2 separate regions of the Ovis aries genome follow, and region 1 is linked to region 2. A link is a contact called in public Hi-C data. All regions are on one chromosome and are shown on one strand. Each heading gives the region's core, a stretch centred on a gene start, on an enhancer-like site or on the middle of the called end of the contact. The rest is flanking DNA. Distances are from core to core; before and after follow the strand shown. Region 1 overlaps NFASC (neurofascin). Region 2 holds the start of NFASC (neurofascin).

What was found. Hi-C and Micro-C count contacts between places; a contact is called where the count stands out from the background.
Region 1: a Hi-C map of hypothalamus shows a contact between it and region 2, with 4 times the contacts expected there. The contact joins the enhancer-like site here to the promoter of NFASC in region 2. A contact is called at or near these places in 2 of 16 Hi-C or Micro-C datasets (hypothalamus and tail adipose tissue).

What each region holds. Positions count from the first base shown.
Region 1 is chr12:2,574,580-2,579,858 of ARS-UI_Ramb_v3.0, forward strand. It overlaps NFASC (neurofascin), which reads left to right. Exons shown (of 26, transcript XM_060396009.1): 3 at 4,240-4,417. Among named protein-coding and RNA genes, the nearest start is that of TRNAC-GCA, 8.7 kb to the right of the region's middle. Within about 2 kb of position 1,267, at least 9 of the 54 cell types and tissues checked have an H3K27ac peak or open chromatin away from gene starts, as enhancers often do. A contact at or near this core is called in hypothalamus, where this site is marked.
Region 2 is chr12:2,446,878-2,452,867 of ARS-UI_Ramb_v3.0, forward strand. It overlaps NFASC (neurofascin), which reads left to right and starts at 3,853. Exons shown (of 26, transcript XM_060396009.1): 1 at 3,853-3,979. The coding sequence starts at 3,873.

The sequences.
Region 1 (5,279 bases), core at 17-2,516, 130 kb after region 2:
CCGAAGAATTGATGCTTTTGAACTGTGGTGTTGGAGAAGACTCTTGAGAGTTCCTTGGACTGCAAAGAGATTCAACCAGTCCGTTCTGAAGGAGATAGGTTCTGGGTGTTCTTTGGAAGGAATGATGCTAAAGCTGAAGCTCCAGTAGTTTGGCCACCTCATGTGAAGAGCTGACTCATTGGAAAAGACTCTGATGCTGGGAGGGATTGGGGGCAGGAAGAGTAGGGGACGACAGAGGATGAGATGGCTGGATGGCATCACCGACTTGATGGACATTGCTGCTGCTGCTAAGTCGCTTCAGTTGTGTCCGACTCTGATGTACGTTGAGTTTGAGTGAACTCCGGGAGTTGGTGATGGACAGGGAGGCCTGGCGTGCTGCGATTCATGGGGTCGGAAAGAGTTGGACACAACTGAGCGACTGGACTGAGCTGAACTGATGGTAATTTTATGTTTAATTTTTGAGATACTGCCAAACTATACATTTCTTTTTTAAATTGCAGCTTTGCTCGGTAATTGTCATATATATGGAGAGACAGGGAAATCTGATGGAAAAACCCCGGGCTACCAGTCAGGAGACCTGGGTTCTTAGTTTTGCCACAAAGCCATGTGTGAGGTGAAATTGAGGATATCACCTCCCCTTTCTAGGCTCTTGTGTCCTCATCTGAGAAGTAAGGCGATTCCATAAAGCCAAATCTTTAAAGTATCTTCCTCTGTAAAGACTTTATCGGAAAAGCTGGATTCCAAGGGAAGAGGGAGAGAGAATTGTCAAATAGCTAAATGAGATTATTTCTCTGTTCTTTTCCTACTGTGTTGTTTAAATTGTGGGTTAAAGACACTGCAAATAATTGGCCTCTCTTCCTGCCAGTGTGTATCTAGTTAATGAATAGCTTCTGGCTTCCGGTTTCCATCAAGATTCCCAGAAAAAGATACCCTTCTCTTTCCCATCACTTCCTCCCACTTGGCGGCTCCTGAACAAAACGTGGTGCTCTCAGAGCCAAAACTGGAGTCATCCCCACTGTCCTCCTGGGAGGAGTGCCGAGCCTCTGCCTGGCCCCTCAGCACCAAGGTTTCAGATGGACAGCCTGAGTCTCGTCTTTGGAGGTGAGGAACCACAGAGGGGCAATCGCAGCCTCTTTCTGAGACACTGTAAGGGTCATCTTAGAGAAGAGGAAGAAACAGCAACCTCCTGCGAGGCCTTCCAGCCAAGTCTCCCGTCTGGAGCTGTTCTGCCTTAACTCACTCCCAGCTGAATGGTTCCCAGCCGGAGAGCAGCACCTGTGTAGGGAGGGGATTTTCCCCCACGGACTAAACGCCCTCACCGTTCCGGGTCCAAAGCCTGTGCTCTCCTGCGCCGCCTGGTGGTTTCATGGGGAAACACGCGGTCTAAAACATGGGAACCAAGTGGTTTGTTTTGCTCAGGCATTCCTCTGCGCATTTTGCATCCATCTCTCACATGGTTCTGAGCGCCTGCTGTGTTTTAGGCATTATGCTATACCCTAGGAATAAACAAGAAGAGGTACCTTCCCTACAGTGCCTTCCTCTTTACAGGGTGTACAGAGGGGTGACTTTGGGAATGAATTCATAGTGACAAGTGCTGTAATAGGGGAGTGGTGTCCAGGAGCACAGACAAGGGGGCATGTCAGTCGTACCTGGCACACCCTAATGAGAGCGGGCAGACGCAGAAAGGCTTCTAGACAGAAGTCAGTCTGTGCAGAAGTCAGCACAGTAGAGCTTTAGAATCTACCCATGTGGGCTGGGATTCAGAATGCACGGGGAGGGTAAGAAATGGTCTTGCAGTTGGGGCTGCATCACACAGGGCTTCCAGGCAAGTCACGGACTTCAGCTTCAATTCTGGGGCAGCAGTGAGGTAGTGAGGTTGACTAGGGGATACCGATCTATATTTGCATTTGCACTAAGATCACGGCATCCGGTCCCGTCACTTCATAGCAAGTAGATGGGGAAACAGTGGAAACAGTGTCAGACTTTATTTTCTTGGGCCCCAAAATCACTGCAGATGGTGACTGCAGCCATGAACTTAAAAGACGCTTGCTCCTTGGAAGAAAAGCCATGACAAACTTAGACAGCATATTAAAAAGCAGAGACATTACTTTGCCAACAAAAGGTCCGTCTAGTCAAAGCTATGGTTTTTCGTGTGGTCATGTATGGATGTGAGAGTTGAACTATGAAGAAAGCTGAGCGCTGAAGAATTGATGCTTTTGAACTGTGGTGTTGGAGAAGATTCTTGAGAGTCCCATGGACTGCAAGGAGATCCAACCAGTCCATCCTAAGGGAGATCAGTCCTGCATATTCATTGGAAGGACTGATGCTGAAGCTGAAGTTACAATACTTTGGCCACCTGACGTGAGGAACTGACTCACTGGAAAAGACCCTGATGCTGGGAAAGACTGAAGGCGGGGGGGGGAAAGGGGACGACAGAGTTGGATGGCATCACCAACTCAATGGACATGAGTTTGAGTAAACTCCAGGAGTTGGTGATGGACAGGGAGGCCTGGCGTGCTGCAGTCCATGGGGTCGCAAAGAGTCGGACATAACTGAGCTGAACTGAACTGAACTGATTTCCTCTGAGGAGTAAGTGCTCTGGTTATGGATGGAGAATGAGTCAGAGGGGAAAGGGCAGAAGTGGGGAGAGACCACTCAGGAAGCTGTTGCAGTAACTGATGTAAACAGTGATAGCAACACCAAGGAAGAAGCAGTGGGAAGGGAGACAGCAGACAAGGAAAGGGGTCCAGAAACACACATGAGGTGAGGGGCTGGCATCAGGCCCAGCTTCCGTTGGTTTGCCCACATTCAGGCACAAGGGATCCCCTATACCCTCAGTCAGGATATATGGGAGCTGGCAGGAGTGTACGGGTGATAGCAAGGCTTCACATTGCTGCCAAATTGTTTTAAGCAGTGTGTCCATTTGCTAGGTGGCTACTCATCCAGAAAAGCCAGAGGAATCGTGGGGAAACTGCTTCCTGCTGTCCTCTGTGGTTTGTTTGGCCCCGTGATAGTCAGAGCAGCAAACTGGACCACTTTTTAAGATTCCGTGTTTCAGAGCCTCAGGCAGTTTAAAGGTTGGTATCTGAGTCTCGGCTGTGAGCCATTCTTGCTCCTCTGTCTCAGGACCAGGCGGTGGGATTTGTCTCTCCAGGACCACCGCAGGCTCCTTGGACAGGCATGTTTAGCCCTTACCCCGTCAGCCCTGGAATGATGTCTTGTGCTTGAGGGTGTGAGCATCATGCTGTCATGAATCTTGCTCATCCTCCCAACCCTCTGGAGCCTTCTGTCCGGAGCTGTCATGTCCGCACTGCCATTATCCCTAAAGGGACAGCGTCAGCGACCACTGCCAAATCGTTAGCTGCACAAAGTATCTGCAGAAATCATTCATTTACAAACTCCTGTGGGCCACCAAGTTTCCACTTACCCAACTTCTGCCCCGCACCGCTGCCTCCTTCGCTCCCCCCAACTCCAGGTCAAAGGACACATGAGGTGAGGGGCTGGCGTTGGGATCTTGTCTCCATGCTGCTGACCCAGACACACTCAGCCTCAGGCCCCCTCATCACATGTGGGTCAGAAAGGCTGTGAGATAGGTGTGTTTCCTACAGGTTCAGTGCATGGGGTTTCCCTGGTGGCTCCGACGGTAAAGAATCTGTCTGTAATGCAGGTGACCTGAGTTCAGTCCTGGGTCGGGAAGACCCCCTGGAGGAGGGCATGGCAACCCACTCCAGTATTCTTGCCTGGGGAATTCCATGGATGGGGGACCCTGGCGGGCTACAGTCCATGGGGTTGCAAAGAGTCGGACACGACCGAGCAACTAACAGTGCGTGGCGCCTTCCAGGTGCTGGGCCTGCAAGCCAGTATTTGTTTTTACAACTATTCTATGTAGAGTTGTCCTTCCTTCTGGAAAACTGGTTCTCAACTAGGGGTGGTTTGCCCTCCCTCCAGGGGACAGTTGGCGATTCTGGAGACGTCTTCAGTTGAGGGCAGGAGTAGGGCATCCTGGCATCTAGTGGGCAGAGACCAGGGGTGCTGCTCAGCACCCTACAATACCCAAGACGGTCCCCACACAAAGAATTGTCAGGTCCCAAAAGTCGATAGTGCAAGGTTAAAAAAAACTCTGTGTTAGAATGTAGGTCTGTAATCAAGGGGTCCCTGAATCCTCAAGGCTCCGTAGGATTTCTAGAGCGGACCAGGAGTTCAGGGAACACTCACTTGGCATCATATTTCTTTCCGCAGCTGAACTCCGTCCGGGAGGCTCAGTTCCAGCGACTGGAGGCAGAGAGACCTCGCAGGCCAGGGTGCGGGGTGCGAGGCCCGGTGCTCAGGATGGCCGGGCAGCCGCCGCCCTGGGCCTACACAGCCATCCTCCTCTGCGCACTCAGCCTCGGCAGGGCCATCGAGATTCCCATGGACCGTGAGTCTCCTGTCCGCTTGGAATCTGCTGACGGGGGCAGAGGAGTCGGGGGGCGGGGAGGGGCAGGGAGAGTGAGGACCCTTCAGAGAAGGCAGGGACAGCAGAAGCAGTGGCTTCTGGATTCAGAGCGGATTTTCCTCCAGAGGATCAACCCGGGCGAGCTCATGCTTGGGAACCTGGGACCTGGAGCCGCTGGGCCATCTCTCAGGGCCGCGGCTGTGCTGAATCACAGCCCGGAGCCTGCTGAGAGTCTGGAAGCCCGAGCGTCACTCGGGAGTCCTTCCCTTCACACCCCTCCCTCATCCCTCTGTGGTCTTGATTAACCTATCAGAGCGGAGATTCCAGGGGCCGAGCATGGTGGACGGCTCTGATTTGCCTTTCTCATATAGCCAGGTCCTCTTGGCTGAAGTGGTGAGGACAGATGGCCTGGGGAGAGTGGTAAAGGAGGTGACTTTTGCAAAAGACTGTGACTAAGTGAGACATTAAAATAAAGAACCCCATTATAGTGTCATTGTGGGAGAGCCAGGCACGAATTCCTTCTGTTTGTGTTCAGCTTTCCCATGGTAAAGTTGAAAAGTAAAATCCATGCGATCTGCTTCCTATGGTGGGACGTTATTGGGCCCTCAAGATCACAAAGTCAAGATGAAAACGCTGGTCTGACAGCCGTGTCTCTACCAGCCGTATCTGACGTTATGTCTGTAAGCGGCCCGCTGACTGGCAGCCGCGCTCCTTGGCCCTGTGTTTAGATGGGTGCCGCCTCTGCTGCAATTCTGACTCTTCTGCCAGGAGTTCTGGGCATCCCAGAGCTATGATGTGAACAGACCACCTCTGTCCCCCGTTCCTGCTTCGAGGGATAGATAGG
Region 2 (5,990 bases), core at 2,603-5,102:
CAGCCTGTTCCCGACACACAAGCGTGAGCCCAAGCCGGTCCCTGTCCCCAGAGCCTGTCGCCAGCAGGTGGCGCCCTCCCCTAGTCAGGGGGACGCCTCGGAGGAGCGAGCACCTGCTGCGCGCCCACTCGCCTCTGGCCCAGAGTTCATTTCTTCACACTACAGCTGTGAGACGCGAGTTCCAGTTCAGTTTCCACCAGCAAATCAAAGCCTCAGTTTTCTTACCTGTTTTGAAGAAGATGAAGGAAAGGAAGAGAAAGCTGGGCAACAGCTAACATGTGCGCAGAGCGTTTTAGTTTACGAAGGACCTTACCTGATTGGTGTTCACTTTATCCCTATTTTACAGATGAGAAAAGTCAGTCTTCGCTTAAATGATCTGCCCAAGTTCACTCTGCTGGTCAGCTAGGACTTTCTTGGCAAATCCCATGCTCCTTCAACATCAGAAGGCTCTAGGAGAGAATCTTCAAGAAGATAAAAATTAATATAATACTTGAAAGCTCTGAACAAATAGACAGAGAGTTCTGACGGAGAGTTTAGAGTTGAATTATAGATAATTACTGTATGTGAGGGCTTCCCTGGTGGCAACAAAACAAACCCAAAATGAAACATATTAAGTCCAGAAAAAAAAAAAAGTTTGCAGGAACGGAAAATGTCAGTTGTAAATAGGATTTAAGTAATCATAATAAATGGAGAAGGCAATGGCACCCCACTCCAGTACTCTTGCCTGGAAAATCCCATGGACAGAGGAGCCTGGTGGGCTGCAGTCCATGGGGTCGCTAGGAGTTGGACACAACTGAGCGACTTAATTTTCACTTTTCACTTTCATGCATTGGAGAGGGAAATGGCAACCCACTCCAGTGTTCTTGCCTGGAGAATCCCAGGGACAGGGGAGCCTGGTGGGCTGCCATCTATGGGGTCGCACAGAGTCGGACACAACTGAAGTGACTTAGCAGCAATCATAATAAACACTAGTTCTGATTTAACCAACGTTGATATCTGACTAGATTGGGAGGTTGGAGAAGAGAACAGGACGGGTATATATGAAGAGTGTCTTTCATAGGGTGGAATCAAGAGATAATGCCTAAACAGAAGCAAGAAGTTGCAACATAGCATCTTATCAGATACACGGAAGTAAATAGGCAATAATCAAAGATCAAAAGGGTTGACAGTGATGGCTTCTAGAGAGTGGAAAGCATGAGAGAAACATATTTTGTAAGAAATCTTATAGAATGATTTGGCTCTAATTCATACTTGTAATTCTATACTTGTATAGATTTAATAATATTTTTCAAAAGAAATAAAGGAAATTGCCCACATTCACCCACATCCGATGTGGTGGAGGTGGGATCTGAGTCCCAGCAGGCGTCTCTGGCTGGTGTCATCACCACAGGCAATACCACCTAAAAAGTATCTCCATCTCATCACTGTAAAGAGCCAGCAAATGATCTAAACAGGAAACCCAGCAGCTGACATACAGCAGATGCTTAGAAAAGGGAAATTATTTCTTTATTCTATGGAGACAGCCACAGCTGGACACGTCCAGTGAGAGAGTAAGGGGGTCCTGCCCTGAGTCCAGGCCTAAGGGCCCTGGTGCTTTGAAGCACCTTTCTCTAATTTTTCTAAGTTTCTCCTTAGTGCTTGGGACCAACTGGGGCCAGTAATGCTTCTGGATGGGGCTCCCCAGTGTCCAGATTCTCCCCTTCAGAGAAATTTATAGCATTCTACCTCACCTGCCAGTGGGGCTGACCAGACCCCCCAAGAGGCTCCTGGATGCTGCAGGGTCATCCCAGGGCCTTGTGGTTAGGCCCCACTCCAGGAGCATGCACTGTTCTGTTCATAGGATTGTGTGAGAGTGGGCTGCCAGAATGATGCTGAGACTAGATGTTGAATGAAGTCAAATTGTTTGTAGAGATAAGGGACCCTGCAAAAACTTTTCCCCAGGGTTCCTTACACCTAGAGGCAGCCATGCTTTCAGGTCCTGTCATATCAACACCTTCCTTTCCCATCGTATAGACTTTGCCTAATAGCTGTAATTGTAAGTCTCAAAGCACCTAACTTTGTTGGGTATTTGGATGATTCCTCTATTACTGGCCATCATTCATTCCTTGATCAAGTATTGATTGAGCACCTACTGTGTGCTACAGCTGGGAACAGCTTGCGGAGCAAGACGCATTCCTGCTCTTCCGGAGCCCACAGGCTGGAGAGGGGACAGAGAGGCTGGGGTGCAGCTCAGCAATCGTGGTGCTAGGGCAGAGGCTGTGTGAGCACAGGGAAGGGGGCTGAGTGTGCTTTTTTTTTTTCCTTGGCTTCTTTGACTGCCACATGGTACATGGGGTCTTAGTTTCCAAATCACAGACTCCTGCATTGGAAGCAGGGAGTCTTAACCACTGGACCACCAGGGAAATTCCCTGAACATGACTTTAAATGGGACCTCAGAGGGGACTGCCAAGGGAACTGTGGTTTGGGATGACGGATAGACTAGAAACTTCTTCCAAGTGCTCTTCCCGCCTAAGGTTATGTGATGCCCCAATCCAGATCTCTCCATGGTCTCAGGTGACAATGAGCTCGTGTCTCACTCAGCCTGCACTGGGCCTCACAGTTCCTAGTTCTGAGTTCAGTCCAGTTCAGTCGCTCAGTCCTGTCCGACTCTTTGCGACCCCATGAATAGCAGCATGCCAGGCCTCCATGTCCATCACCAACTCCCGGAGTTCACTCAAACTCATGTCCATCGAGTCGGTGATGCCATCCAGCCATCTCATCCTCTGTCATCCCCTTCTTCTCCTGCCCCCAATCCCTCCCAGCATCAAAGTCTTTTCCAATGAGTCAACTCCTCGCATGAGGTGGCCAAAGTCAGCTTTAGCATCATTCCTTCCAAAGAAATCCCAGGGCTGATCTCCTTCAGAATGGACTGGTTGGATCCCCTTGCAGCCCAAGAGACTCTCAAGAGTCTTCTCCAACACCACAGTTCAAAAGCATCAATTCTTCGGCGCTCAGCTTTCTTCACAGTCCAACTCTCACATCCATACATGACCACAGGAAAAACCATAGCCTTGACTCCTAGTTCTGAAGGGGTCATCTAATCAACTCTTCGTCGTCCAGTTGAGAAAACAGGCCCACAGAAAAGTATCTCACCACGTCAGAGAGTCAGAGTCAGAAGGAGACTTTGGATGTCTGGCCTCCCAGTCCTGGGCTTCCTCCCCCTTAACTCAAGTCTGGGCAGGGCCTGAGCCCATTTAAATGAAATTTCCCGCTTTTAAAAGACCACTCCACCATCAGCAGGTGTCACAGCATTGCTCACGTCTCCAGTTCGGGATTCAGCAGCTCTCCAGGAAAGAAAAGCTCCTGAGAGTCTACCAGAAGTCTCCCTGGGAACAAGCCCCCCAAGGAGTCCCAGTCTGATGGTGGAGGGGCGTGCACAGGACAAACGCGATAGTCCCGGATAGCCCGCCAGCGTGTTCCCTCCTGCAGGTCTGGCTCGGCGAACGGAAACCGGAGCGGATCACTACCGTCCCCAACCCCGGTGCGCAGAGGCCGGGGGTCCGTGCGAAGAGAAAGGCGGCGCGGGCGGGGCCCGCAAGCCTCTAGCCCGCGCCGCGCCAGGCCCTGCTGGGTCCCGGCCCGCGCGCTCCCGCGTCCGGCCCTCCCTCCCCTCCCCCTCCCCCCCCCCCCCCCCCCCCCCCCCCCCCCCCCTCCCCCCCCCTCCCCTCCCCTCCCCTCCCCTCCCCTCCCCCTCCCCTCCCCCTCCCCCGCCGCTCCCCTCCTCTCCCTTCCCCCTCCCCCGTCCCGGCGCGCGCGGGGAGGCGCGGGCGCGCGCACGCAGGCGATCGGGGGCGCGCGGCCGCCGGGGCGCGCACGGGCCGCGCTCTGCCCTAATGCGGCGGCGGGCGGCGAGCGGCGCTGCGGGGGACGACAGGCAAGCGGCGGCGCGGGCGGCGGACAGCGCCGGCTGCACCCGGGGCCGGAGCCCCAGCCCTTGCAGGTAGGCACGCGCGGAAGCCGGAGACGAGCTGCGGGTGGAACCGGGTCGTGGAGGCCCGTCCAGCGCCGTCCCCTTGCTCCCGCCCTTCTCTGCCTGTCTCCATCTCTCAACCAAGCCCATCCCCTCCTTCCACGCCGCGACCTCTCCCTCCGCGTCGTCACCTGCCCGAGCCCCGAGTCTGCACCGGGACCCTGCCCGACCCGGCTCCCCGCCCCAGCCCCCCGCACGCCTTTGCTCCTTGGCCGCCTCCCCTCCCCCTCCCTCCCCTCCGTCTCTTCGCCTGTCCTTCCGTCCCCGCCGCACCCCGAGCTCTCCCCTGACCTGTTTACCACCGCACCCCACTTTGTGCGACCCCGTCCCTTCTGTTTTCCCTTCCCCGCACCCCCGCCTCCCTCCTGCCCTTACTGCTCCGGCCCCCGATTCATGCCCCCGTCCCTCCGTGTGCGTCTCTCTATCAGCTCCCTCGCAGTTTCTGTCCCCACCGCGTCCCTTCTGCACACCGGGGCCCAGCCCCTTCCCAGCTGCCTCCTGGTGTCCGCCTCCACCTTCTCCAGAAGGCCGTCTTCTCCCCCTTGGCTGTTACCTGGCGAGCCCCCCATCACTTTCCCCACCTGCCCTTCCTGGTGCTGTTTGTAGCCACACAGACTTGTCCCAAGCCCCCTCACCTGCCCCTGGGCCCTCCTCCTCTGCTTGGGGAGGCCTAGGACTCTGAAGGCCCTGTGTGCTCACTGTGGCAGAATCCACTTATACCCCTTTCTGCGTGTTTGATCCTATTCATGGCTCCGCGGTGGGGAAGGGCAAAGATGCTGCGTGTTATTAGGCCTCTCTTATGTTCCTCTTGAGCCACTGTCTGCCTGTGGCTGTTCAGGTTTGTTTCCTAGAGGGATGGGGGTGGGGGGAGGAGGTGCTAAGCTTAGGAAAACTAGAAAGGAGGAGAAGCAGAATCCAAAGAATGGCTTCACGGCCTCTTCCTGGTCTTGGTCTGAGCCCTGGGATGCAAAGGCCTGGATGAGGAGCCTCTCTGGAGGGCAGGAAGATTTCAGATTTTAGAAAGGATTCTTTCACAGTCTCCAAGTCAGCACTTTGGCATCGAGAGCTGTCATGAGTGTAGCCCATGGGCTGGGCTGAGTGGGCAGAGTGCTGAATCACCTTAGGCTCTGGTCCCCATGGCAGTCCCTCTTGCCCTGAGCTGGGTTCTGTGCCTCATTCCTTACTTGGCATTTGGCAGTGGTGTGTGTGTGTGTTGGGCAGAGATCCCTCCTTCCTCAGCCCAACGGAGTGGATGACGATGTCCCTTTTCTGTCTGTCTGTCTCCCTGGCCTGAGGGCCCGGTGTGTATTATCTACCCTTGGAACTCGGATGAGCCCTTGCTGGGCCCTAATCACGTCTCCAGCAAGGGCAGACCACAGGGCTTGGAGACCCAGGTGGGCAGGAAGCAGATTTTTTGTCTAGAGCTGGAGACCAGCAGATTCACAACCCGTTGAACTTGAACCATAAGTAAGAGAGGCCCAGGGAAAACGTGTAGAGACCCTGGAGACTGGTCACACCGGCTGGTGGAACAGAGGGAAGAGGAGGACAGGAGCCTGCCCCTACCCGCCCCCCCCCCCCCCCCCCCGCCGGTGTGGGGGCGATTGGATTTGGTGGCTTTGCATTGCAGGAAGATTTAAAGAAGATGGGGGTGGGATCTGCTCTGCCTCTAATAATTCTGCTTTTTGTCCTGATAGAACTGGCACTTCGGAGGGAGTAATTTCTTCCTCCCCTGTTTAGATTCAGCTGAAGGTGTGTGTGTGTGTCTGTGTGTGCGCGCGCACAGGCACGTGCGTGTGTATAGAAAGAGAGAGAGCAAAGAGAATGAGAAAGAATAACACAAATGAGGAAAGAGACTGTTACACTTAGCCCAGAAATTGTGTTTGGCACCGCGAACCAGGCAATGGCAGCCCAATTCCTGCCCTCGGGACCTCAGCTAAAAATCCCAAGTCTTAAATTGGAGGTTGAGAGCAAATTGCTGGTG